Linked DNA regions of Mus musculus: regions 2, 3 and 4 are each linked to region 1. Evidence: chromatin contacts called from public Hi-C and HiChIP or PLAC-seq data. All regions are on one chromosome and are shown on one strand. Each heading gives the region's core, a stretch centred on a gene start, on an enhancer-like site or on the middle of the called end of the contact. The rest is flanking DNA. Distances are from core to core; before and after follow the strand shown.

Region 1 (6,917 bases), core at 3,595-6,094:
GCCATGTGATATCCAACTCCTGTAAAAGAGTTGTTTAACCCCACAGGGGGTCGCGACCCACAGGTTGAGGATTATTGCAGGAGCAATGGGCACTGAATAATGGTGCCTGGTCTGAATGGTCCAGGACTGGACACGTGACAGAGTCTTAATGATGTTCCTTCCCTCTTTTACAGGGAAATGGCATGGGCGGAAATGTTTAGGGCACTTGTGGGTCTGCTGCACTGCCTATCCTTAGACAGGGTGACCAGGTGACAGCCACGGCGTTTGTCTCCCACCACTGGAGGAAAGCCTATGAGGGTAGGATTAGAGACATGAAAGTTAGACTTCTGGTTTGGGTCTGAATTCCTTGCTGTTCATTCTTTGAACGAGTGAGGAGCCGAAGTAGAGATAAAAGTGGGCTAGAGACCGATTGTGTGAAGGAAAGTTCCCAGCAGCCAATGTCCTAATATTGTGTGCGGACGTGCGTGTTCTGTGCTCCCAGCTTGCATTCTTGTTGGCCCTTTATGTCATCTTAGTCGGCCTGAGCTGTAAGAGTGTTTGTACTGGTTCCTGCTTAGATCCAAGGCAACCCTTTCTGAGCTCTCCTACACTTAGAAGGCTCTCAGCAGCGACGACCGTGTACCCTTGGGATTCTCAAGGTTTTCTCCGGAAGCGTCCCTATCAACTCTACATTACACATCACGGCAGCGATGCGACACCTAATGGCCAAGAGAGAAACTCCAGCCTGCGCCCCTCTCAACAGGGGGCTTAGGGAGTACCCCGAGGAGGCATTTTCTTTTCTTCCAACTTCAGGTTCCTTGTACCCAGCTTGCAGAGTCCATGTCCCGGATGCTGCCAAATCCACTCAACTCAGCCTTTAATCACACCCTGTCCTGGAGTGCGCTCAGTTCCATGTGCAATCACTTAAAACCACTTTACCCAAGAAGGCCAAGGTTTCCAAGTGGGCCTTCAATCTGCCCCGCTTCTTTTTCAGATGGGGAAACAGACGCCAAGGGCCAAGGGAACGGCTCAGCCGCTAAAAGTGAGATTTGGATCAGAGCCCAGATCTCCTGAACATTCCAGCCGTTTCTATGTATTTCATACAGAGGGGGGTCTGATACACGGCAGGTCCTCCACGGATGCTGCATGGATGATAGCTTCCTTGCCACATAAGTGCATTTCTCGTAGTGATCTGGGCCATCACCCACTTTTACACCTGTCAGGATTTCTGACCATTCCAGCAACACTCTCCCTACGGGTACCACCATCTTTTCCTCTTACAAAGCAGGTAGCATAGACTCAGGAAAGACAAAAGGGTCCCTCCCAGAATCAGATTAGCTTAATCACTGAGCAGGTGTGAGGACCCTCTGCTTCAGTGTTTCTCAGACTTGGACCTGCCCCCAAATCTCTAGGGAATCTGGCTGAAATGCCGACTCTGACTCAGCATTGTGTGTCCTTTCCTGGACAGTACTTTTTGTCTGTAGATGCATTAGGGCAAATCTTGCCCGTGGCGACCTTGGCACAACTGGAGCAACTCCATGTGGAAGTTACGATGCTCGGTATCTTCTTTGAACCACGAAGAGGATACTGTCAGGTGCTGGTATGTCTCTTAGTCAAAATTCTAATAACAATGAAATTATTACAAATGGCATATTCTGTGGACTTCTGATGTTTTTGAAGAATATATATATGAACTGTTAAACCTGGACTACTTTTAGCTATTTCTATTTGAATAATATTGAAAACACTTTATTATAATTAAATCAGAATCTAATACAACCATTAGTTTGCTCTCTGGCCCTTAACTTCTGTTACTTAATCATCCTAAACTGTTTGTAACAGCAGCTATAGGACTGGGGGTCAAATTCTTAAATGAGTTGCATAGGCACAATGCCTATCTAAGAGTAACAATATTAATTTCAATTCTTGTATCAATATACAAAGATTTATACCAATGAAAACCTTAAACCTGTATCAATATACAAATTCTGTACCAATGTAAGAAATTATAACTTCAATTTTGTATCAGTTATAGAGATTTCTATCAATGTAAATAATATCTATACAATGCTTTATTTAAGAATAAATTTAGCACCGGGCATGGTGGCACATGCCTTTAATCCCAGCACTCGGGAGGCAGAGGCAGGTGGATTTCTGAGTTCGAGGCCAGCCTGGTCTACAGAGTGAGCTCCAGGACAGCCAGGGCTATACAGAGAAACCCTGTCTCGAAAAACCAAATAAATAAATAAATAAATAAATAAATAAATAAATTAATTTAGTAATCTGCTCATATTTACCCGCTTCATCCTCTCATCATGCTTCCATGTGACAGGTGCAGGAAGGTAACGCAGGGCTTTGATTGTCAGAGTAGCTGGGAGTTGCAGTCTCATGCATGTTCCCAGGTTCCTGTCTACTTGTGCTATGATAGGCATCTTCTGGGAGCTCCAGTTTTCTCACTACAGAGTAAGAATAACAAGAATTAACCATGAAGCTTTGCTGCGCAGGAATGAGCTAGCCCCAACTTACTGAAGAAAGGAGCTATTATTAATATGCAGCATATGGACACACAACATATGCATTCTGAATGAATGAATGAATGAATGGGCACAAGGGAAGGTTGGGAAGGTTGGCCCAGGTCCCCTAAACTGATGAGCAACTTCTTTGAAATTATGCCTTTAGGAATTTGTTATTTGAGATGAGAAATGGGTAAAAAGAAAAACTCAGAAAGGTTGTATGAGAGACTCCTGCGTGGCTGGCATCCAAGCAGCAGGATGGACGGATAAACTTCCCAACTCTCCAAACCACACAGGCCGAAGCTGTGCACTGGAGACTTCCAGGATGCCAGATCTCTTTCATCCAGAAGGAAGGAGACGGAGTGCTCGACACAGCTCCTTTCTGTGAAGATAGAACATTGGTAGAAATCTTCGTATATTGATACAACATTGGAAATGACCATATGTTGTTACTGCCTTGGGAGTGGAAACTCAGTTATGAAAGGGATTCGGCTACGAAGTACTAGGACTGAGTCACTCTCGGCTAAGACTGGAGATTTCTTAAAACTAGAAGCAAAGCTTGGGAACTTTCTTGTCTCTGAAAGGCTGATAGGCTTCAGCATTAAAATCATATAATCAAAGTTAGGTGCTTTAATCCCAGCACTCAGAAGACAGAGGCAGGCAGATCTCTGAGTTCAAAAGGCTAACCTGGTCTACAAAGTGAATTCCAGGACAGCAAAGGGCCTGAAACTCTGTCTTGAAACAACCAAATATCTACACATATATAATATAGTTAATTTTTCCTGAATGCCTGTGGTAACAAACAATAAGAGTGATTATCTTGAAAACTATTTGTTGCCCGGTGGTGGTGGCACACGCCTTTAATCCCAGCACTTGGAAGGCAGAGGCAGATGGATTTCTGAGTTTGAGGCCAGCCTGGTCTACAGAATGAGTTCCAGGACAGCCTGGGCTACACAGAGAAACCCTGTCCCGAAAATCCAAACAAAGAAAGAAAGAAAAAGAAAGAAAGAAAGAAAGAAAGAAAGAAAGAAAGAAAGAAAGAGAGCTATTTGTTCTCTAGATCAAAATATATCCATCTTACTAATGTTACTACTTTTTAAAAACAGAGATTCATTATATACATTTTAGCAGAATACAATAAATACTTATTATACTAAGTAACAATAATCACAATAATTCGACTTGTAAAATAAAATACAATTAAGGTGGCCCAGGTGCCCAGTAATGAGTTTGAAGTAATGACTCATAAGTGCGAAGACTTCCCTGACTGGGTTTCTAACGTGATTACAAGTGGGTCATAAAAGTGAGTGTGAGAAACTAGCTTCCCAAACCAGGATCACCATTTACTGGAATCCATGAGTTCAGAGTAAGGCAGTAATCTTCTGGGGAGAAATGACTACTGTTGACTCATTAATCCAATAACTCTGTACTAATTACAGTGCCTCAGTTTCCCTATTTTATGAAGTTGTCACCTGCCTGCCGCTCAGTTGTGTTTGGAAAGTCCAGGGAGATAATAGTGTGTTTTGAAAATAAGGAATACATTATAAATGCTAAATAATAATAACAATAATAACAGGGAGTCTCTAATGACAGGGGTCCTTTAATAATACTCATCGAGTGTAATAGCATCACTAACCAGTAGGAACAAGACAGAGTGCGTTTGTCTTCTTAATCATCAGTTTGTCTCATGGGAAATTGGTAGAGAGAGGACTGGCGCCTCACACCGAGCCCCCACAGGCTTGCCAACCCGGTGACTCCTGCCCTCCAACTAGCACCTGCTTCGTTTCTCTTTAAGAAGGCGAGCGGTGTAACAGAAAGAAGGGGACAGAGGTATCCCAGCTCACATCCTAAGCCCAGAGAACAGGATTATAAAGTTTCAGTCCATAGCTGGTTGTAGAAAGAAAAGAAAAATAGGCTTGAGACCAAAGAGAGCAAAGGGCTTAGGGGGACGAAGGACCAAGGTAGCCACGAGGTGGCGACAATCCAGCTGGAAAGACCCGCTCGGGTGGCATAGATGGTTCGCAACCGAGGAAGGAACTTCCATAGACACAAAGAAGGGGTCTTCGGAACGGGGAAAAGGCATTTTGTCTGCTTCGCCGGCAGCGTATCGGGAGTTAGACATGACGAAGGCGACCTGGAGAAGGAGCGAGCAGCTCTCTTGTCATTCCTTGGGCTTCCACTTCCCAGGACCGCAGCCCTTGGTGTAGGGAGAATTTTGTGCAAAATCACCCGAAAAAGGTTTGACCCCCTCCTGCCGCCCGGAGGCCAGCCAGATGCTTCCCCGCAGCGACATTCCCAGGATTCCAGCCCGGGAGAGGACGATTTTGAGCCCAGCCACAGGCCTTGGGCCAGTATCTGGCTGCAACTGCGGGTCGGACTTAGCTCGGCAAGGCAAACCGGCCAGCTCACCCGGGGGCCGGGTCCTTGGAGCCCCTTGGGATCCGACCTTGGGGGAGGCTGCACCCTGGCTCTGGAAAGTGCAGCGGCCGTAGGGCGTGCCCGTAGCTCGGCTGCACCGGGTGCCTGGGAAAATGTCCGGAGCTGAGCGAGGCCCAGGGGGTAGGGGTGGGGGGTGGGGGTGCTCTGCTAGTTTTCTTTTGTTTCAGTGTGAATGTGAACACAACCACACCCTCGTTTGTGCTGGGCAGGAGGTAGCTGGCTTTGAAACTCCACTATTAGGAAATTTGAAATAGGGTTGTTAGGAAACTCCCTCGCAATTCTTAGGGCCGTCCTGGGCTGCCGAGCTTGGGCTCTAGCTGTCTGCCTGGTGCCATGCCTAGCCTACTGAGGTGCTACAATCTTTGGCCTGCCTAGAAGCCATGGGCGAATCCATGGCCCTCCCGCTTGGACCATGGTCAGCGATCAGGAAATCCGGGCAAGCTACTCACGGGCCCACCCCTCTGGGGTGTGGGGCGGGAGCCCTTGAGGAACACATGCCCCCGCAGGACTGCCTTATTTAAGCCCCACAGCATCATCACCTGCATTTTGCAGATGAGGGAAGCAAGCCTTTGGTACTGAGTAATTTGCCCGAGAATCTCAACTCTTAGAGGGGCTGGGATTTTACACTGGACCTGCATTTTTCTCCGAAGCCCTAGGCTATCTATGCTGCCTCCTACAGCCCCGCCAAGAGCCAACTGGGAGAAATATAAATAGAGCCAGGAATGAGCTTAAATTTTGGCAGGACAACCGAGGTTATTTTGGACTCTTCTTGCCTTTGAATGCAGACTGGAAAACAGCTAGTGTAAGCTCCACCTTCATCAACAAATGTTTTCCGTTTGTGTTTTATACCAGGAAACTAAGCACTGAGGTATCCCAGCGAACAGGACAGATCATATTAGTGTGTGATTGCACGAGTGTTTGGTGAGCTAATTATTAAGCTGTTAACTGAAAAACTGCCAATCTGGGCACTAGAGGGAGACTCCAGGCAGCAGGAGGAAGGGCAGTGTTCTTGCTGTAGGCAATCCCAGTAGGTTTCCCCTAGCAGGGTGGTTGGTTCCAATCAGATCTCTCCAGTGTTCCCAGCCAGTCTGTGTGCGGGTCAGCTGTGTCATAACCAGAGCAGGGCAGCATCCACTTCTCTGCAGCCTGAGCTCAGGTACCAGAGTTCTCCTTAGTGTTCCCTAGTCCTGGCAGGGTAACTGGGCCTCCTTACACCCTTCCTATACCCAGTGTTGCGCTGGTAAGTGTTCCAAAAACAACAACAAAAACAACAACAACAAAAAACAAACAAACTAACCTAACAAAAAGAAAGACCCTTAGTTTGCAATGAGTGGGTGGGAGGTCTCTACGGTAGAGATCACTTTCCCGGGGGTCACTTTGTATCTCTTCAATCTTACAGACAGGTACACAAATGCTACCCACCACACACATACACTGTCCTGTGCCCTATTGAAAAGTTAGTTTGCTTTCTTTCTTTTTTTTTCTTTCTTTTTTTTTTTTTTTTTTGGTTTTTTCGAGAACCTACATAGCCCTGGCTGTCCTGGAACTCACTTTGTAGACCAGGCTGGCCTCGAACTCAGAAATCCACCTGCCACTGCCTCCCGAGTGCTGGGACTGGCTGTTGTTTGTTTTTTAAAGATTTTATTTATTGTTATATGTAAGTACACTGTAGCTGTCTTCAGACACCCCAGAAGAGGGCATCAGATCTCATTATGGATGGTTGTGAGCCACCATGTGGTTGCTAGGATTTGAACTCGGGACCTTTGGAAGAGCAGTCAGTGCTCTTACCCGCTGAGCCATCTCACCAGCCTGTTAGTTTGCTTTCTAGTTTTTTATTTTTCACCACCAGACTTTGAAGTTTCCAAGAATCTTTGGATTTTTTTTTCCTTCAAAATTTCTTCTGACAGAGTTGTTGGATGTTAAGAGACAATGTAAACAACATACTCTGAAAGCTACTTCAAAATCTAGACCAGTAACACAATCCCG
Region 2 (6,010 bases), core at 1,189-3,688, 350 kb after region 1:
AAATCTCAAATTTAGGTCAGCGATGAGAGTCTACACACTTCAATCTCTACTATTCCTGAACAATATTATTATTATCAATATTATTTTAGAAAAGTTTCCTTGCTTTAGTAGAGTCAAATATTTTGATTGCTTATAAAATGCCTCCACCTTCCAAATCCTTTTTTTTATTTTCCCCCACTGACCCTTTTCCTAGGAAGTTGTTGAGAATTGTTCCACACTTACAATTGTGAAACAACTTTACCCCATAAGATGTACCCAGAAATCTCTGGGAGCTCTCCAGCCTGACTGGAGTTCCTGGAACCCATGGGACTGGAGTAGCTGGGGTGCAGGGCTGGCATTTTGAAGCAGGCCAGGCAGATTGGAGCTGTCTGCCGGGGTGTGTGCTGCTCTTTGCCGCCATGCCAGTGGGATAGGTAGAAAACCTGGTTGTGTGTTGATGCTTAGTTCTGTGTAAACATGACAATGAAAACCTGGCTCCATGGGTGACCTCATGCATTGGCAAAGTTGGCTAATTTAATGCACATTGGGGGATATTTGGTGTGAATCTTAAGTTCAAATCCCATAGCACTGCCCTCTGTCTCGGGGAGGCAGGAACTGGAGGTCACTTTATTCTTTCCCTTTATGGTACCTACCTAAATGTCCTCAAAAACATCTGCTGTGTCGTCATTGCCTCTACCCCCTGAAAAACCTTGTCAGATTTCATAATAAGGCTCCCTCCCCCCAACATCCCCCATTCCTCAGGGAGAGATTTCTGGAAGAGTAATGATTCTAATAATGGTGACCTCATTGAACATACATTTTGGTCAAGTGCTGTGACACAAGCCTTTAATCCCAGCACTTGGGAGGCAGAGGCAGGTAGATCTCTGTGAGTTCCAGGACAGCCAGGGCTAAGACTGAATACTGTTCTTGCAGAGGACCTGAGTTTGGTTCGAAGCACTCACGATAGGTGGCTCACAACCACTTGTAACTCAGGCCCCAAGGGATCTGACACCCTCCTCAGGCCTCCGTGGGTGCTGGTGCTCACACACACATATTCACACACATACACCATAAAGCAATAAATAGATGAATCTCAAAAAAAAAAAAAAGTAGAAGTAGAAGAAGAAGAAGAAGAAGAAGAAGAAGAAGAAGAAGAAGAAGAAGAAGAAGAAGAAGAAAAAGCAATATGATGGTCAAGGGCCTCCTGAATTATCCTGATTAGACTGATATTTGAGATCTTGATTATATTTAAGAAATAAAAGATTTCTTTCTGGTCTCAGAGGTGGGATGCGACCCTTTGGACATTTTGCCTGGGCTCTCTAGTGGGAGCTGTGACCCTACAATTATCCGTGTTTTATCTTTTTTGTTTTGTTTTGTTTAGTTTTTCGAGACAGGGTTCCTCTGTGTAGCCCTGGCTGTCCTGGAACTCACTCTGTAGACCAGGCTGGCCTTGAACTCACAGCCTGCCTCTGCTTCCCAAGGGCTGGGACTAAAGGTGTGTACTGCCATCTCCCAGCTGAGTTCAGTTTTCCCCATCAGTATTTCCGTTTTCATAGTTGAGTAACCTTAGTTTTTTTTTTTTTCCTCTGTCTCCCATACTTAAGATAAAAATAACAGCTCCACCCGAAGTATTATTGAGGAGATAATACACAATAGAAAGAGAACAGCCCGGGACATACCAGAAAGTACAAAACAATTGCTGTTACTATTATGGATTTAAAGGATTTATTGGCCGCTTTGTTTTTTAGCTTATATAAATCAATTTTTGTCTACTTGCGTGCACACAGACACAGAAATTTCTGCTGAGAGTTTTACTATAACTACATTTAATTTATACAGATGACTTTTCTGCATCTCTGGGAGTTGAACCCAGACGCCACACAAGCTACAGCTGAGTTTTGTCCGTGGCCCTTTTTGTTTATTTTGAGACCAGGTCTCACTAAGTTTCCCAGCTTAGCCTGTATGTAGCCCATGCAGGTCTTAAAATTTGTAATCTTCCTGCCTTAAAATCTCCTTGGTGGATGGGATTATAGGCTCGCACTCCAGACCTGGTTTATACTGACATCTTAACAAGATTAGATCTTGAGACTTCCCATATCCTTAAAAAAGATTTATCACCACAATCTTCATTATCATTCTTACCATTGTGTGTGTGTGTGTGTGTGTGTGTGTGTGTGTGTGTGTGTGTCCCGAGCATGCGTTGGGGGGTCCTGTGTGTCATAGCACAAATGTGCTGCTTGGAAGGTAACTTGTAGAGTTGGGTCTTTCTTTCTCCCTTTACAGGGTTCCGGAAATAGAGGTTGGACTGTCAGGCTAAGCTCCTTTATGAGCTGAGCCATCTCTCTGGCTCTTTCCTATCTCTTTTTATTTAGGTGAATGATAACTAGCGATTTGTAGCGGTGAGTTTGGGCTACACTGCTTTGGCGCCTGCCGGATCACACATGCGCAGTCGCCCAGGAGCGATCTGGATTCAGGAATGGAATTCACACACACTCGACACACCCCGGCACACCCACCTACCCACCCACACACGTTAATTTTAAAATGCCTTGGCTATCTCAAAGGCTGGACATTTCTAAACCTTCCTGTGCTACCCCAGATTCAATTGGGGGAGTGGCTGCAGCTCTAATCCATCTCCCACCACATCAGGGCGATCGATCTTCTGACTCCTACCCACTGTGTCCTAGCCTGCGCAACTCTAAGGGCCCCGCCCCATTTCCCTTCGTCCAGCCGTTGAGCCCTGGCATTTTTATTGATCCGATCAAAAACCAAATGAGGACAAGGACGGTTGTCAGCGTTTAGACACAGATTCCCGATTGAATCAAACAATTAAAACCAATCTCCAACAGCAATTTCTATTACAGATGTCATATGTAACTTTCATAGTCATTATTTCCTTTATATCTCGTCCATATTTTCAGTAACATCCTATTTGCCATTGTATTTTCTAATTTTCTGGGTAATAGAAATATTACTAGTTTAGAATTTTTTATTCTTTTATTCATTATACTACCTGATCTCTTTATTAGTCTGGATATTTCTGTGAATTTCTATGTAGTCAGAAACCAACAATAATTTGCCTCTTGTATTCCTTGAGATGTCTGTGTTTCTTCCTTGTCGTATTAACTTAGTAGAGCCACAAGTATAACATCCTACAGTGGTGTGGAGGCGTCTTGTGCTGTCTTGTATTCACTTTTTTCTTTCTTTCTTTTTGGTTGTTGGCTTTGGATTTTTGGAGACACATTTTCTCTGTGTAGCTCTGGTTGTGCTAGAACTCACTCTGTAGATCAGGCTGGTCTCTAAGTGATCTTCCTGCCTCTGCCTCCCGAGTGCTGGGACTAAAGGTGTGAGTAGCCCACCACCCTGCTTCAATGGGTTCTTTTAAAGATCCAGTAAGTACAAAGGTGGGTCAATGGGTTAGTAGATTGTCTCTATTTTTTTGTTTTGTTGTTTTCTTTTTCTTTTTCTTCTATTTCTTGATTGTCTCTATTAAATTAAAGACTTCCTTACATTCTTAATGCTTTCTAGCAAATTGTATAAATGACTTATTTTATATGTTTTTAAATGCCTTCTATGCAGATTATTTGAAATGAGCACATTTCCTTTTTGATATAATATAATAAATAAAATGAGTTAGTATTTTTAAATGTATCAACATGTGTACACATACATAGATATTTAATATCTGATTCTGTAGCCTATCATTTGCTGATATTTTATTTATGATTTTCTGCAAGTGAAATTGTTTTAAAATTTCCTTTGGCTGGGCATGGACACCTTTAGTCCCAGCACGTTGGAGGCAGAGGCTGAAGGATCTCTAAGTTTGGGGCCAGTCTGGTCTACAAAGTAGGTTACAAAAAATCCAAGGCCACATAGCCATGTAGTGAAATCTTGTCTCAAAAAAAAGTCTTATTATTTTGTATCTAGTTTAAATTGTTTTAAATTAATAAGTTGGATAGCTTATCTCATTTATATATAATAAAAATATATACATATATATGTATATTTTTTCTTGAGCTATTTATAAGACATAAAGATTATATGTTCTTTTAAAAAAATTGGTAAAAATGCCAGGTGGTAGTGGTGCACACCTTTAATTCCAGCACTTGGGAAGCAAGGCGGGTGGATCTCTATGAGTTTGGTCTATAGAGAAAGTTCCAGGGCAGCCAAGGCTTACACAGAAAAACCGTGTGGTTCAAAATCAAAACCAAATCAAGCCCCCACGCCAAAAAAAGGTAAAACCACTTAGATCACCTATGCAGAGCACATGCGTCAGATTTTTGACACCCTCATGTTCTCTCTGTCTCTCTCTCTTCTCTCTCTTTGTCTCTCCGTCTCTGTGTCTCTGTCTCTTTCTCTCTCTCTGCTTCTCTCTGTCTCTGTCTCTCTGCTTCTCTCTGTCTCTGTTTCTCTCTCTCTCTGCCTGTCTTCCTCCCTCAACCCCTCTTTCTGATACAAGGTCGCATGTGTCCTACAGTGACCTTGAACCTAGTACATAACTCAGGTTGTCTTTGAGCTCCTGATCCTCCTACCTGCATCTCTCAGGCAACGGGATTCTGGATATGAGTTACCATGTCCTGAACTGGCAATTAATTATTAGGAGTGATTAATAATTAATTTGATTTCCCTTTTTTCTTGATTCAGTTTTGATTATTATTAAGATGATCTACTTAGGTGTTTTCAGATTTACTCTTTTTTTTTAATAAATTAATTTTTAGTTTGTGAGTAGGCATGCTTTGCCTGCATGCAAAGCGAAAGACCTTGAAGAACAGAAGATGTCATCTGATCCACTGATCCTGGCATTATGTAGACTGTAGTGAGCCAAACCTGGGGCCTCTGCAAGAGCAGCAACTGCCCTTAACTGCTGAGCCATCTGTGCAGCCTGTGTTCCGAGTTCTAAGATTTATTACCATAAAGCTATTCACAGATTTCTTTTATAGCCTTATAGACATTGACTGTAGCTTAATGTTCTTCTTTATGTACTCAATATTGTTAATTTGTGCCAACAATTTCATTTCAAATAATATAAAATTTACTTAACACTTTTCAAATCTATATTATCTATCTATCTATCTATCTATCTATCTATCTATCTATCTATCTATCTATCTATCTATCCACACACACAAACACATATCTTAGTTGATATTTGCTATAGCCTAGGATGGCTTTGAACTTATGGCAGTCCTTCTGCCTCAGACTTTTGAGTGCTGGGATTATACTTTGGTGACATCATGCGCCACTTAATTTTTATACCCTAGTTCACAGAGTAAAATGTTTCTTTATAATATTTCATGTATCATGTTGGTTGCTTTTCCCATTGCCCCCACTCAGCTCTATGACCGCCTTCCCTGCTGTACCTTTTGCCTCCATGTCCCCCCCCTCCACTGTCATATCATACCCTTCTACTCTATCACTGTCATTTCATACCCTTCTATTCTATCACTGTCACATCTTACCCTTCTACTTTATCACTATCACACTATACCCTTTTATTTTATCACTGTCACATCATACCCCCTATTCTCTCTGTCTTACGCTGTAAAGGCTCCTTCCTATCTCACAGGCCTGGCATTTATGCACATTTCTTCACCTAATACATGCATATAACAATATGTGTATCATGGATGAGAGGGACTGACACCATTTGTCTTTTAGAACCTGAATTAGTTCACTTAATCTTTTTCAGTACCCATTTTTCTGCAAATTTTACTTCTTTAGTTCCTCATTTTTCTCTTCTTTTCTTCTCTTTCTTTCTTTCTTTCTTTCTTTCTTTCTTTCTTTCTTTCTTTCTTTCTTTCTTTCTTTCTTTCTTTCTTTCTTTCTCTTTCTTTTTCCACAAGTGAACAAAATTGTATTGCATGTATGTAGTACATTTTCACCACTCACTCACCTGTTGCTGGCCATCTGGGCTGAATCCAGTTCCTATCTGTTAGGAACTGAGCAAGAGTGAGCATGACAGTCAAATATCTCTGTAGTAGGATATAAAGTACCTTTTGAAATATACCCAGGAGCTGGCATAGCTAGGGTA
Region 3 (6,531 bases), core at 3,923-6,422, 380 kb before region 1:
AGAGCCCAGCACCACCACTCCTCACCACAGCGTGTCAGGATGACCCCCAAGGGCTTGTGTGGCATTCTGGAGGTGCCACACGCCAACTCTGACACCTCCCTTACTGCCCCAGATGGCTTTGGAAAAGCTACTTCAGTTGGCATGGTGCCTCTTTATGGGCAGTATGCCTTGGGCCTGCAGAAAATATTTGAAATCAGAGTTAAAAAACGCATTGGCTCTCAGAGACAAAAATGTCTAACTTGAAATTAGCAAATATTAAATGCCTATAAAATTTTAATGGTGACCTATGTATATAGCATTCTACTCACATGAATAAGTAGTTTGCTATGATATGTATGTGATTATATGAGCAATGTGGGTAATTTATTTTCAAAAAGCTAAAAATAGAAAAGCTTTCAGAAGCCAGTAAGATGGCTCAGAGGGAAAAGGTGCTTACAACCAAGTGTTCCTCTGTCTGCTCTTTTCCCGGATCCCATCCAAAGATAGAAGTTGAGAGCCAACTTCACAAAGTTGTCCTCTGGTATTCAGCTGTCATATAGCATCATATACCATATACAACAACATCAATAATTAAAGGTTTTGTTAAAAGCAAGACTAGAATCCATCTACCAAGCATGAGTCACAGAACTATGCCAGTGACACCCAGTTTACTCCGGTTACTCCTAAGGTCTATGGGCTTGTCATGTGCACATGCCCACAGTGCTCTTCCTTGGTCCCTTTCCTGTCAGCTGGAGATTGCTACTCATTGAAGGCTTCTCTAAAATAAAATAAAATAAAATAAAAATAAAATAAAAATAAAATAAAAACTTCCAGGAAGAAGCCTGCTTTGACCAGCCTTCAGCCCGATATAGATGTGACTCCTCTTCTCTTTATATGTGTGTGCTCGCACACGCATGCACACACGTGTGCGTGCATGTATGTGCGATGTGTGTGTGTCCATGTGCATGTGTAAGAATGCATGAATGCTTGTGTACATGTATGCATGCTTGTGCAAGTGTGTATGCAGATATGTGCATGCATGCATGCACATGTGTACATATGTGTGTGCATATGTGTGTGCATGTGTGTTAGAACAATGAAATAGGCCTTCCCCTAAAGAGCCTTGTCTAACCTCCCAATGGGAGACCTTCCTGCACTCTAGCCACGGCCCCAAACCCAAGCTGCCCACCGAGCTAGCAGCCTGAGCTAGCCAGACTCTCACCCGAGTGGGAACTACCCAGCGCCTTCTCCCCCTGCCCCTTTTCCCTCTGGCTCGGGGCAGACGTGCAGCAGTCCCCTGCATCCACCCGCCCAGAGACCTAGAGCTCTGGTGGGACATGGGTTATCTCTCCTACCCCCTTTATTTCCCAGTGTCCAGCACCCCACATGCCACAGGGGATTTATAAGTCAGTTATTGACATTTGGTTTTGGCAAGTTGTTTAGGAACCACCACAAGCATAGCAATGATCCCGACAGTGAATTAGAAAGCAGAATCAGGGGCTGGCATGAGGGACACTCTGAATGAGAGACACAGAAGGCAGAGACAGGGGCAGAATTAGAAACTGGCTGGCATTGGGAAAGGAGAGACAAGGGAGAGTTGACACTGCTCCCAAAGGCTGGACGTGAAGGTGAAGAAGTCTCACTGTCTCTGTGATGGTTTGTGTGCCCTCGACCCAGGGGTGGCACTATTAGGAGGTGTGGCCCTACTCCCTGTTGGAGTAGGTGTGTCACTGTGGGTATGGGCTTTAATACTCTCATCTTAGCTGTCTGGAAGACAGCCTTTAGCTAGCTGCCTTTGGAACAAGAGGTGGAACTCTCAGCTCCTCCAGCCCCACGTCTGCCTGGATGCCACCATGTTCCTGCCTTGATGATAATGGAATGAACCTCTGAACCTGTAAGCCAGCCCCAATTAAATGCTGTCCTTTATAAGAGTTGCTGTGGTCATGGTGTCTGTTCATAGCAGTAGAACCCTAACTAAGACAGTCTCCATGCACACGTGGCCCAGGAGCACCTGTTCCATCTCCTCTCAGAATGGAGCCAAGCATCAAGGGATACTCTGGCTCTGAAACCGCTTAGGAAGAAATGGAGCTGTAGACATGCATGGTAATTCTGTTACAGGAACCAAGGGAGCTGTGGCCAGGAAGGCTTCATCTGTGGACATTGCCCAGGTCCTCACCCTCCAGGCTCCTCATCGGGTGTGGTTAAAGCCCAATGCATCACTTTGTCTCCCGTCCTGTGCCTTCCCAGCCCCACATTTATCCATCTTCACTCTAGGTATGTGGCTCCAGGAACCTTAATGACTGCTAATGGTTTCCTTGTTCTTCATAGTATTAAAAGCACACAATAGTCTGGAGAGGAGGCAGGAGCAGTATTGCCCTGGCCAGCTAAGGCTATGGACTGAGCAACCCGGCAGGCAGGCCAGAGGGAGCCTGCAGCTATATCCAATAACCTGTTCAAGGAAGACACCAACACCCACCCGATTCTGAGTTTTAGTATCTTAACCCGACATCTGTTTAATCTTTCCCGGATCTACTTAGTTCTTTGCCTCGAGCTAATTTGCAAGGAAAACAAAACTGTCTGCTCCTCGCTGAGCTGCAGAGATCTGTTATGTCATGCAACAGAGTAAAAGCAGCGTTATGTCCCCAGTAATTATTTGTTTGTTGTTGCTGTTTGTTGTAATTTTGGTTTTTGAAACAGGGTCTCATTAGCCATCTATCCCTGGCAGACCTGGAACTCTCTGTGCAGACTACACTGGCCTCAAACGTGGTCTTCCTCCTCCCTCTGACTTTCCAATGCCAGGAACCTCCACACAAATTCTCATGTTGAAACCTAGTCCCCAGTGTGAGATGTTAGAAGGTGCACCTTTGGGAGGCTGTCCCCTCTTGGATAGGATTGGCAACATTACAAAGGGCTCCTTCACCTACTTCCACCAGCTCTCCAGCAAAAACCTGGTTGGTGCCCTCACCAAACATCAGGGTTGTTAATGGTTGATGTTGAACTACCCAGTGTAAACGGATGGCATGACCCTTCCATGGTATGGTTAAGGGGATGGTTTTTATTGTAGACATAAGGGAGGGAGCATCCAGCGGCATCTGGAAGAATGCAGAGAAGAAGTAGTAGACTGAACATGGCCAGCAGGATGGACCTGGCCAGGAGAGAAGCATGCACACAGAGAGGGAGGAACAGAGAGAGAGGGAGAGTGGGGAAGTGGGGAGGAGGGAGGCAGAGAGAGCCTAGCCAGGTCATAAGGAGGGTGAGGAGCTAGGGAGAGAAGCCCGTGAGCTGGAGGAGTTTAGGGAAGAGGAGGCGGAGAGCTGGGGCGCTAGCATGGCCTGTGATCACAAGCTCTGAACTATGATAACGGTTGATCTGATACGTGGTGGCTAAAGGAAAGTGGGTGGGTAGTGCACACAGTGTGGGCACACCAGGCCAGGTACACACAGCGTGGCCTCACCAGGCCAAGGGATGATCAGAAGAACAGAGAGGGCAAGTATAATACAATGAGCTATTTTGAGAGACCATGAAGAGAGATTACATTCACCTAGCACCCTGTTTACAGTATATTTATCGTGGGCGCGCTCTGTCAGACACATGAGTGCTATTTATCTTTCTATTTGTTGTCAGAAGATCCAGTAGCTTCATTGGCAGCAATCTGTCAGGTAGTCACACTGTCCTTGCCCTTGTGGTCCGACACACATTCTTTTATTCTTCTCTTATCACTAACAGTAACCCTTAGATCATACATCACATACAGTGGAGGGCGGGGGTGGCTGGGTGTAGGAGAGGGAACATATTTCCAGAGACAGCCAGACATATGTTTATGGAATTCCTGTAAGAAGTCGGAGTGAAGAGTTTTGAGAAACCAAAACTGGGAAGCTGAAATCAATGGAGAGGCAAGGTGCAAGGTGAGTAGATAGAGCTGGTCACCTGGGGTAGAGCAGGACCCTGGGGACAGAGCAGGTCACCAGGGCTGGAGGGTGCTACTGTAGGGCTGGCTGCTGCTGACTCACGGTTAGAGGCGGAGCTTCGGAGCTGAGTCTGGCTGCAGAGGAGACAGGCAACAGTGGGGACTGAGCTGAACTGGAAGTCCCTGGTACAGTGGAGAGTTCTCTACTATTTTGTCCCCTGATACACAGAGGATGGTCACCTAACAGACTGTGAGTTGGGGGGAGGGGTATTGTAAGACAGAATTCCTCTTCAGATAAAGGAGCTCTGCCTCAGGACATCCCTGAGCCCGGTGTGTCCAGAGTGCGATTTTAACACACTCACATGCTCCTACAATCCCAGTTCACCTTGACAAGTGTACAGGGTGACACCCTTTCCACACTCAGGGATAAAACCTCCATCAGTCTGTCCTTCAACACTGGTGATGCCACATGCCCGCCAAGGTAGAGCCAACCTTCTCCAAAATGAACTCTCTCAGGGCGAGGCACAGCCCGAAGACCATGGGAGAATCATGCGGGGCAGGTGCGGTCTGCACTCAACAGTATTGTTACAGTGACCCTAGTTCCTGATCAATCTGTGTTGAATTCATTATTGTTTATATATTTAGTGTTTGATTCTTGAGAGAGGGTCTTGCTATGTAGCCCAGGCTCACTACCTAGGACTCACTATGTAGTCCAGGATGTCCTGGAACTCAGGGTAACCCTCTTTGCTTTGCGTTCAGGGTGCTGACATTACACCTTCCTGTGCCTAACTTAAACATTAAACTTTATCATAGGTATGTATTTTTTTTAAAAAACCACAACATATGTACTATCTGTGACATATGTAGTGTCTGAATCCCCGAGGATGAGGGGACTTGTTCCTGTCCATCTCATCTGTGGAATGGTGGGAGGAGCGCCTCCCAGATGATGGAGAGAACTCAAAGCTCAGGAGCTGGATGGCAGTCCTGGTGTAAAACAAGGGCGTCCACCCTCGACGCGACTGCCGGTTGCCTGGGGGAAATACTTGAAAAGAAAAAGTCTGCTTTTTTGGGGCCTGCCTGGGCTTTTGTTAATAAATTTCCAGTAGGGCGCTTCCGCCACTTGCCTTTTTTTAGAGACGTGAAGAAAGGAGAATTGAAAACATTTCCTATGTTGAAATGAAAGGCACTATTTAATCTTGTCACCATCTGCCTTCGCTCCAGGCTGAGAGCCTGCAGGCCTGGCTGCCTGTTTCCTAGCGACAGGACAGACACACCTTCCCCATTAGAGACACAGCAACTGTAGACAATGCCCTTGCTCCCCCGGGACCTGGAGTGTGGCCTGGCTGGCCCTGGACACTTTCCTTCAAGCAAAGAAACCACTCTAGCTTCCTTCTCGCGGGTCACACAGCAGCAGGCCTAGCCTTTAATTAACTCGAGAAGTTCCTGTGTAGTCTTCAGAACCCAGGTTCTCTCTTCCGCTGACGCTTCACTTCTGGGAGATCCACAATGGTGTGTTCTCGGGGCGCATTCTTTCTAGAAGCTCTGAGGGAGGCTCTGAGCTGTGCGGCCTGGGTCTTAACTCCCACTGGCTCCGGCGCTCTCTGACGCCCCCTGGCTTGCAGACAGGGGGCGCCAACTCTCCATCCTCAGGCAGCTTTTCCTTCCTGTGACTGTGTCTTTCCTGTCCCTTCTGGGGACATTCGCGTAGATTTAGGGCACAACCTAATCTGTGTTGTGTGTTCATCACAACAGTCTTATTTAATTACATCGACAGAGTCCTTGATTCTAAATAAGATCACATCCTGAGGTTCCTGGTGCCATAGCCTTTGGGAAGCCAGAAACTAACCCATGGCAGAGGCCTGTCATGTCACCTGCAGCTCTTTTTTTTTTGTGGGAGAAAGGGTCTGATAAGTAAATGAGAAAGGGCATGACCATTCTAGGTATTGTTGTAGAGAGGTTCTTATGGTAGATATGAGGAAGAAGGACCAAGAGAAGACCCAAGAGAGCAAAGATGGCCAAGAGCGGAAGAACCAAGAAAGCACGGCCTAAATGGCAGGTTTATGTAGAAAGGAGAAGCTAGAGGAAGGGTAGTTTAGGGAAGGGGAGGGGAGGGGAGGGGAGGGGAGGGGAGGGGAGGGGAGGGGAGAGTTTAGGGCAGAGAGTAGGGGTAGGGAATGGAGGATGGGGTTGGGGTGGTGAGAAATGCAGAGATACCAGGACTCTAACAGGAGCTTGGTGAGAACAGAGAGCGCCTGGAAGCCTGGGTTGTTAAATAGACACCGCTGTTAGCCATTTGTCCTGAGTTTTGGGGGGAGGAGCTGACAATAAGCTGCTTATTAGGTGGCTTTACCTCTTGACCCATAACTAATGTGTGCATATATTTAAAGCCAAGCTTGGGAGGGCAGGACACTGCCTGTAAATGTAGCCCTAACCCTCACGGCAGGAATCCAGACTGGTCATTGCCTCGAGCAGTGGTTCTCAGCCTTCCTAATGCTGCAACCCTTTAACACAGTTCCTCACGTTGCAGTGCCTCCAACCATAAAGTTATTTTCATTACTACTTCATAACTGTAATTTTGCCACTACTGTGATCATGATCTGACATGCAGGGTATCTGATGTGTGACCCTGTGAAAGGGTCATCTTC
Region 4 (6,565 bases), core at 4,059-6,558, 310 kb before region 1:
GCTACACAAAGAAATCCTGTCTCGAAAACAACAATAAAAAAAAAAGAAAAGAAAAGAAAAGAAAAAGAAAAAGAAAGAAAGAAGTTCAGTCCATTATCGTCATGGCGGGAAGTGTGGCACTGTGCAGGCAGACATGGTGCTGGAGGAGGAGCTGAGAGTTCTACATCTGGATCTGCAGGTGAAAGACCCACAATGTGAGGACTCCCCCACGTTCTGACTCAGGAGAGGCAACACCTCAAACCACTCACGAGAAACGGTCTTGCTGCAAACTGCAAGAGGACTTTTATTCAAGAGCACTCTCGGGCCCACAGTCATACACCACACAGGGGTAGAGGACCATGGTGCCCCGAGTAGCTGGGTAAGGGGGTATTTAAAGGAAGAAACCACAACTCAAGGAGGTGGGGAGGGCGTTGTTGGAAAATACCAAAAATACCAGTTAAGAGTCACAGGAAGTGCAAAGTCACAAGAGTCACAAGGAATACCTGGTAATTGTGCGGGTTATTTCTCAAGACAGTTTCTAGAGCCCCTAACAATAGCACATTTGCATAGCGGGTTCCAGCAATGGTCAGGGTAGGTCAGGGTGACTTTCTTTGAATGAACACTCCTTGAACACAGGAAGCGGGTGGGTAAAGGAACGCCACTATCTGTTTTATGATAACATACCTTGGAGCATTGAGTCATAGAGGTCACATTCTCAAGCCTGGGCCTAAAGGCCTAGAAATTTGCTTTTACGTTATATTTTTTCACAGGCAAGAGAAAGTGACTGTGATACGCTTCCTCCAACAAGTCTAACGAGGCCACATTCCCCAATGGAAAGCCCAACCAACCCTGTTTTTGAAGAAACTCCATTTTGTGCAAAATTAGGGGCTAAACTTCAGTTCCAGGAAGAAAAATCACAAAGTCCACTAGAGCAGGCATCTTATGACACCCCCCTCCCCCTTAGCAACAGCCAGTCAGGCTATAATAGCAGGATCAGGGTACATAGAGATAGCCTAAGGCCTTCTGCAGAGAATAGATAGCTTAGCCACCCTGTTCATCAGGTGGTTTTGTCCCCATGTTCAGTTCCTGGAGATGACACCAGAAATGCAGTTTTTAAAATACTAACTTGCTGACCCCTATGGAAATTCTCCAAGCTTGCTGTAACCACAATAATTACTCATGTCTCACTGCTATGGGGACAGTGAGAGACCTTGCTCTTGAGTTCATAATAGAGACCCTTATGTGTTTACATCAGAATTGGCTCCTCGGTGGTCTTTGGGGTCCCCATGACTTAGTCATGACACTAGCAGTGCCATTCCTATGGGCCAACCATTTAAATACATGAGTGTATGTATGGAGCCATCCCTATTCAAACCACCACAGGTGGTTAAAACCCCCTTTGTCCTTCCTCTAGATCTGCCATTTGGGGTGAGGCACCAGGGGCTTTGGGAGGCGGGCTCCGACTGTTTGTATGAGACATTTATACAGGTCAGAGTCAGTGGGCTCCGAGCAGTCCGTGTCTGCTTGTTAGAGGGCGGAGGAGGAGGATTGTCATTTTTGGCCGCTAATTTTGTCTTTTCGTTTGCTGCTGCCTTTGCCAAAGGCTCTAGAAAACCTCCTTTAGGACAGTGGGTTTTCCTTAGATCCTTGTTAGGGTTCTTACAATAAATGTAAGAAATGTAAGTAAATCCTGTAAGAAAAATCACAGGAGTGGGTAGCTAGGTGGGATGTTCTGGAGAGGGGCCAGCTCCCGCTTCTATTTCCTGTTCCCGCTGCTGATCTTGATGGCTCTGTTCGCTTGCTTTGCTTTCTATCGCCATCTCCTGTAGATCAGGCCTGGCCTTGGTCTTGAACTCCTGATTATGTGCCCCCGCCCTGCCTCCACCCTGTAAGTGCTTTTAAATTTTCAGGTTCTCTACTTGTTCCCATCACCTTAGCTGAGATGACTCCTGCACAGAAAATATTCATGGAGCAGAATTTCATCACACAAAAACTCAATAGCAGTAATGTCCCCTACTGTAGATTCTGCTGGCAGCTGGACGCCATGCTATCTTTGGGTGTTTCCTTTTTCACTTTTTCCATCGGTTAGGTGGAAATGGACTTGGGGTCGGTCCACCTTTAGTCTAAACATTAGTCATTAATAGGAAGAACAAAAGAAACTATGAAATTTTCAAGTAGAGAAAAAGAGGCTTGTTTGTTTGTTTGTTTGTTTTTCACGGGGTTTCATGTAACCTAAGCTGACCAGCGATTCCCCTGCCTTCCTAGTATTGGGATGCCAGATCTGCATTTCAACGCCTACTTTTTGATGCTTTGTTGTCTGCTCTCAAGGACCCGGAATTGAGCTGTACACTCCTGGAGATAATCAATAAGCTCTACTTTCCCAGAGCAATAACGAAGTGTCTCTAGTTTATTAAACTTGCCTGATCTGAGCTAGCAGTTGCTGAGACCTGGAAATTGTTCCTGGAAGGGATAAGTCGTTAGAGCAAGGAGACAGATTTATTTGAAAACCAACAAACCAAAGATGGAGTCTCTTCGTAGGTATTCTACTGCTGTGAAGAGACACCATGACCACAGCAATTCTTTTTTTTTTTTTTTTTTTTTTTCCGAGACAGGGTTTCTCTGTGTAGCCCTGGCTGTCCTAGTACTCTGTAGACCAGGCTGGCCTTGAACTCAGAAATTCACCTGCCTCTGCCTCCCAAATGCTGGGATTAAAGGCGTGCGCCACCACGCCCGGCCTTTCTTTTTTTTTTTAATTTTTATTTATTTATTATATGTAAGTACACTGTAGCTGTTTTCAGACACACCAGAAGAGGGCATCCGATTTCATTACAGATGGTTGTGAGCTACCATATGGTTGCTGGGATTTGAACTCAGGACCTCCAGAAGAGTAGTCAGTGCTCTTAACTACTGAGCCATCTCTCCAGCCCCGACCACAGCAATTCTTATAAGGACAACATTTAATTAGAGCCGGCTTACAGTTTCAGAGGTTCAGTCCATTATCATTGTGGCATGATGCAGGCAGGTGTGGAAGCAGTATACTGAGCCACATCCTGATGTGAAGGCAGAGAGAGAGAGAGAGACCAGGGCTGGCTTGGGTTTTTGAAACCTCAAAACAAAAAACAAAAAAAAAAAACAAAACAAAACAAAACAAAAAAACCAACTCCAGTGACATACTTCCTCCAACAAGGCCACACCTACTAACCCTTCTAATCCTTTCAAATAGTAACCCTCCCTGGTGACTAAGTGTTACCGACTGAATTGATCAACACATGAACCTACAAGGGTTATTCTTATTCAAACTACCACACAGTGCTATCACTTACAAAACTATGTTGGGGGACCCAGAGACAGAGAGAGCTTTTATTGGGAGAGAAAGGGGGAACCTGGAAGCAGACAGAAAGGAGAGTTGCTGTGTGGAGTCTACACCCTCCACAGTATACATCTTTTCTTTTCCACAAGAATATCCTGAGAGGACAGCTGACCTTTGTTGCCCAAGCCACTCTAGTTCCTTAAACAAACACATCATTTATTTCCCTTCGAGTTAAACATTATTCTACTTCTAATTAAAGAACAACACTCCAACACGCTCAGCCCATTTTCTGGTCTTATTGAAGACCATTAGATATATATTAGGTTCTGTAAATCTAGCGAAAACTTACTGATGAGTACATTTTTTACAGTTTGCGATTGGAGCTTCAGGAGCTTGGGCTCTGGCAGCCCCAGAAGGCTAGGATGGATCCTCCATCCATCATATCAATTAAAGGAACATGGTAGAGAAAACAGACAAAAGAGGTTTATCGTCTTTGTTTTCCTTTCGTTTCTCTCTCTCTCTCTCTCTCTCTCTCTCTCTCTCTCTCTCTCTGCAGAGTGTTACTATGTAGCTCTGGTTGGCCTAGAATTCACTATCTAGATCAAGCTGTCTTCAAAGTTACAAAATATCAACCTGCCTCTACCTCTCAAGTGGTAGGATCAAGAGTGTACCACCATGCGAGACTTTTTTTCAATGTGGCCACATTAGGAGACAAAGAAACAGCCCAAGAAAAAGAACAGTGACCCACACATCCATATACAACATACACACAAAGAGTGAATGTGTATGAAGGGATGTCAGAGGACAACTTGGAGGAATCACCTCCTTCCACCATGTGGGTCATCTGGCTGATGGTAAATGCCCCTACCAGCAAATCATTTAGGTTTAAACAGAGGATGGATTCTGGCAAGGGTCAAGGTGCAGCAGTGCGCAGACCTGGCTGGCCTAGAATCTGCTATCTAGATCAGTCTGGCTTCAAACTCACAAAAAATGGATCTACCAAGGTCAGGAGTCTTGATCGAGGTGTGGCCCTGCCTGCCACCCTTTCAGTCTGAGTTCTGCAAAAGTGGTCAGAAGGTCTTATCTGAGGGGACAGGTCAGTTCTCGGGTGATGGCTACCCCCGCGTCCTCTGGAGGAGGGGTCTGCGCACTGAGCTTCTACTTCTCCTGGGAGCCAGGATGACTGCAGGTTTCGGAGCAACTTCAGTGTCCTCTGCGAAAGTAAAGGGGATGGAGACACACGCAGAGATGGCGTCCTGCCTTCAGTCACCTGTGGGCTCACACGAGAAGTCAGGACAAAAGCGGCTTCTCGGGGGCTGTTTCAAAACCGACACAAGGCAATACTGAACACAGCATTCAGCTTGTTCCCACTGACGAGGCCCGTCAGACCTGCCTAGGCCTCATGAGCAGCTGGAGGCCAGAGAGAAAAGCATGACCTATGATGGTTATCTCAGTGAGGACTTGATGAGATTTACTCAGACTGAAGGCCGCAACTTGAGGGTTTGGAGGCCAGAAGTTTGAAATTGTAGGTTATAAACATTGCTATTTGTTTTTAGTTTATTGTAGCTAGGTATGATTGTATACACCTTTAACCCCAGCCCTTGGGAGGCAGAGGCAGACAGACCTCTGTGACTTTAAAGTCAGCCTGGCCTATAGAATGGGCTCTACGTCAGCCAAGGCTACATAGTGAGAACCTGTCTTAAAAACAAAACAAAAACAAACAACCTAAACAAATATGTATTTTTTATTTTATTTTGTATGCATGTGTGTATAACAGAAGTGAGGGGAGATAGAGAATTCAGATGTAACTGTGTCCCTGAGGTTTATTTGACAGCCTTACTTCTATACCCCGAGTTTGATCTCACATTTCTCTCTGGGACCAGGAAAATATAGGGGTGCTGGCTATTTCAGTAGGATGGGGTCCCAGGAGCCCAAACTGAAAGAGCCAAGTGGAGCTTTAGACGAACCGAGTCTCTGGGTTCACGGCCTGGCGAAGGCTGACCCCTGGTGGCTGCACGGAGCCTTGCAGCTGCAGCCTGCTTAACCTGGCTAGGGCTCTTGCAGACCAAGAGTGGTTGTGAGGAAGGAAGCCAGTAAATGAGGCGGGTTTCGAGCCACATGGTGCTTTTCCAAAGTCTCGGCTAGACAACAAGAGGCAAACATCGTAAACTCATATCACTAGCCTTAGGTAATTCAGGAGCAGTAAGGATGCAAGCCTGGTCCTTGGTCCTGTGAAGGCTCGATGCCCCAGTGTAGGGGAATGCCAGGGCCAGGAAGCGGGAGTGGGTGGGTTGGTGAGCAGGGGGTAAGGGATAGGGAGTTTTTGGAGGGGGAAACCAAGAAAGGGGATGATATGTGAAATGTAAATAAACTGGGCAGTGGTGGCGCACGCCTTTAATCCCAGCACTCGGGAGGCAGAGGCAGGCGGATTTCTGAGTTTGAGGACAGCCTGGTCTACAGAGTGAGTTCCAGGACAGCCAGGGCTACACAGAGAAACCCTGTCTAGAAACAAACAAACAAACAGGAAGGAAGGAAGAATCTAATTTTTAAAAAAGTGAATGTTCTAAACAGTATGAAAAACAAACAACAACAACACTGAAAGCCTGGGAAAGAGTGGGTGAGTTGGTTGGTCAGGTTGGTTTGGTTTGGAACTGCCTGCTTGTTTCTTGAGGCTATGTGTCTCTGTGTAACCATGGAAACCTCCAACTTAAAACTTTGCTGAGGTCTTCCGGTCTCAGGCGCTGCGGGAGCCGCGGGTTACCGTGCAGACGTGGCCAAGTCTAAGAACCACGGCACACACAACCAGTCCCGCAACTGGCACAGAAATGACATCAAGAAACCCCGGTCGCAAAGATACGAATCTCTTGAGGGGGTTGACCCCAAGTTCCTGAGGAACATGCGCATTGCCAAGAAGCACAACAGAAAGGCCTGGAGAAGATGCAGGCCAACAATGCAAAGGCAGTGAGTGCGCGCGCAGAGGCCAACAAGGCCCTCGTGAAGCCTCAGGCCATCAAGCCCAAGATGCCAAAGGGCCCCAGCCGCAAACTCAGCCATCGCCAGGGCTTTCATCGCTCACCCCAAGCTTGGGAAGCAGATTCGAAGCTACATGGCCAAGGGTCGTAAGCGCTGCCAACCAAAGCCCAAGGTTCAAACCAAGGCACAGGCCAACGCTCCAGCTAAGACCCAGGCTTCAGCTCCAGCCCAGGCCCCCAAAGGTGCCCAGGCCCCTGTGAAGGCCCCAGAGAAAAGGCTTCTGCCAGTGTGAAGACAGATGGA

Evidence for each region. A called contact is a pair of places that touch in the nucleus more often than the background predicts. HiChIP or PLAC-seq counts read pairs in DNA pulled down with a chosen protein or histone mark.
Region 2: an H3K27ac HiChIP or PLAC-seq map of trophoblast stem cells shows a contact between it and region 1, with 2.8 times the contacts expected there. The contact joins two enhancer-like sites. A contact is called at or near these places in 9 of 39 promoter capture datasets (the 3T3-L1 cell line, 3T3-L1-derived adipocytes, the C10 cell line and 4 more), 2 of 15 datasets of contacts at CTCF or cohesin (the NIH/3T3 cell line and large pre-B cells), 11 of 484 Hi-C or Micro-C datasets (the N1E-115 cell line, Sertoli cells, cardiomyocytes and 2 more), 28 of 115 datasets of contacts at active chromatin or transcription factors (the NIH/3T3 cell line, astrocytes, bone marrow-derived dendritic cells and 16 more) and 1 of 9 other capture datasets (liver).
Region 3: a contact with region 1 is called in a Hi-C map of embryonic stem cells, with 2.4 times the contacts expected there. The contact joins two enhancer-like sites. A contact is called at or near these places in 1 of 15 datasets of contacts at CTCF or cohesin (pro-B cells), 6 of 484 Hi-C or Micro-C datasets (B cells, the N1E-115 cell line, brown adipocytes and 2 more), 1 of 115 datasets of contacts at active chromatin or transcription factors (pancreatic cancer cells) and 1 of 9 other capture datasets (embryonic stem cells).
Region 4: an H3K27ac HiChIP or PLAC-seq map of regulatory T cells shows a contact between it and region 1, with 18 times the contacts expected there. The contact joins two enhancer-like sites. A contact is called at or near these places in 3 of 115 datasets of contacts at active chromatin or transcription factors (embryonic stem cells, pancreatic cancer cells and regulatory T cells).

Annotation. Positions count from the first base shown.
Region 1 is chr17:88,251,422-88,258,338 of GRCm38.p6, forward strand. It overlaps Gm31615 (a long non-coding RNA gene), which reads right to left. Exons shown (of 7, transcript XR_877113.1): 4 at 2,277-2,874. Among named protein-coding and RNA genes, the nearest start is that of 1700116H05Rik, 53 kb to the right of the region's middle. Within about 2 kb of position 4,845, at least 289 of the 459 cell types and tissues checked have an H3K27ac peak or open chromatin away from gene starts, as enhancers often do. A contact at or near this core is called in the N1E-115 cell line, embryonic stem cells, liver and 3 more, where this site is marked.
Region 2 is chr17:88,601,458-88,607,467 of GRCm38.p6, forward strand. It overlaps a transcript of Ston1 not described here. Among named protein-coding and RNA genes, the nearest start is that of Gm31704, 21 kb to the right of the region's middle. Within about 2 kb of position 2,439, at least 7 of the 459 cell types and tissues checked have an H3K27ac peak or open chromatin away from gene starts, as enhancers often do. A contact at or near this core is called in liver and trophoblast stem cells, where this site is marked.
Region 3 is chr17:87,872,494-87,879,024 of GRCm38.p6, forward strand. No RefSeq gene overlaps it. Among named protein-coding and RNA genes, the nearest start is that of Gm41649, 74 kb to the left of the region's middle. Within about 2 kb of position 5,173, at least 97 of the 459 cell types and tissues checked have an H3K27ac peak or open chromatin away from gene starts, as enhancers often do. A contact at or near this core is called in the N1E-115 cell line, embryonic stem cells and pancreatic cancer cells, where this site is marked.
Region 4 is chr17:87,943,868-87,950,432 of GRCm38.p6, forward strand. No RefSeq gene overlaps it. Among named protein-coding and RNA genes, the nearest start is that of Msh6, 28 kb to the right of the region's middle. Within about 2 kb of position 5,309, at least 27 of the 459 cell types and tissues checked have an H3K27ac peak or open chromatin away from gene starts, as enhancers often do. A contact at or near this core is called in pancreatic cancer cells and regulatory T cells, where this site is marked.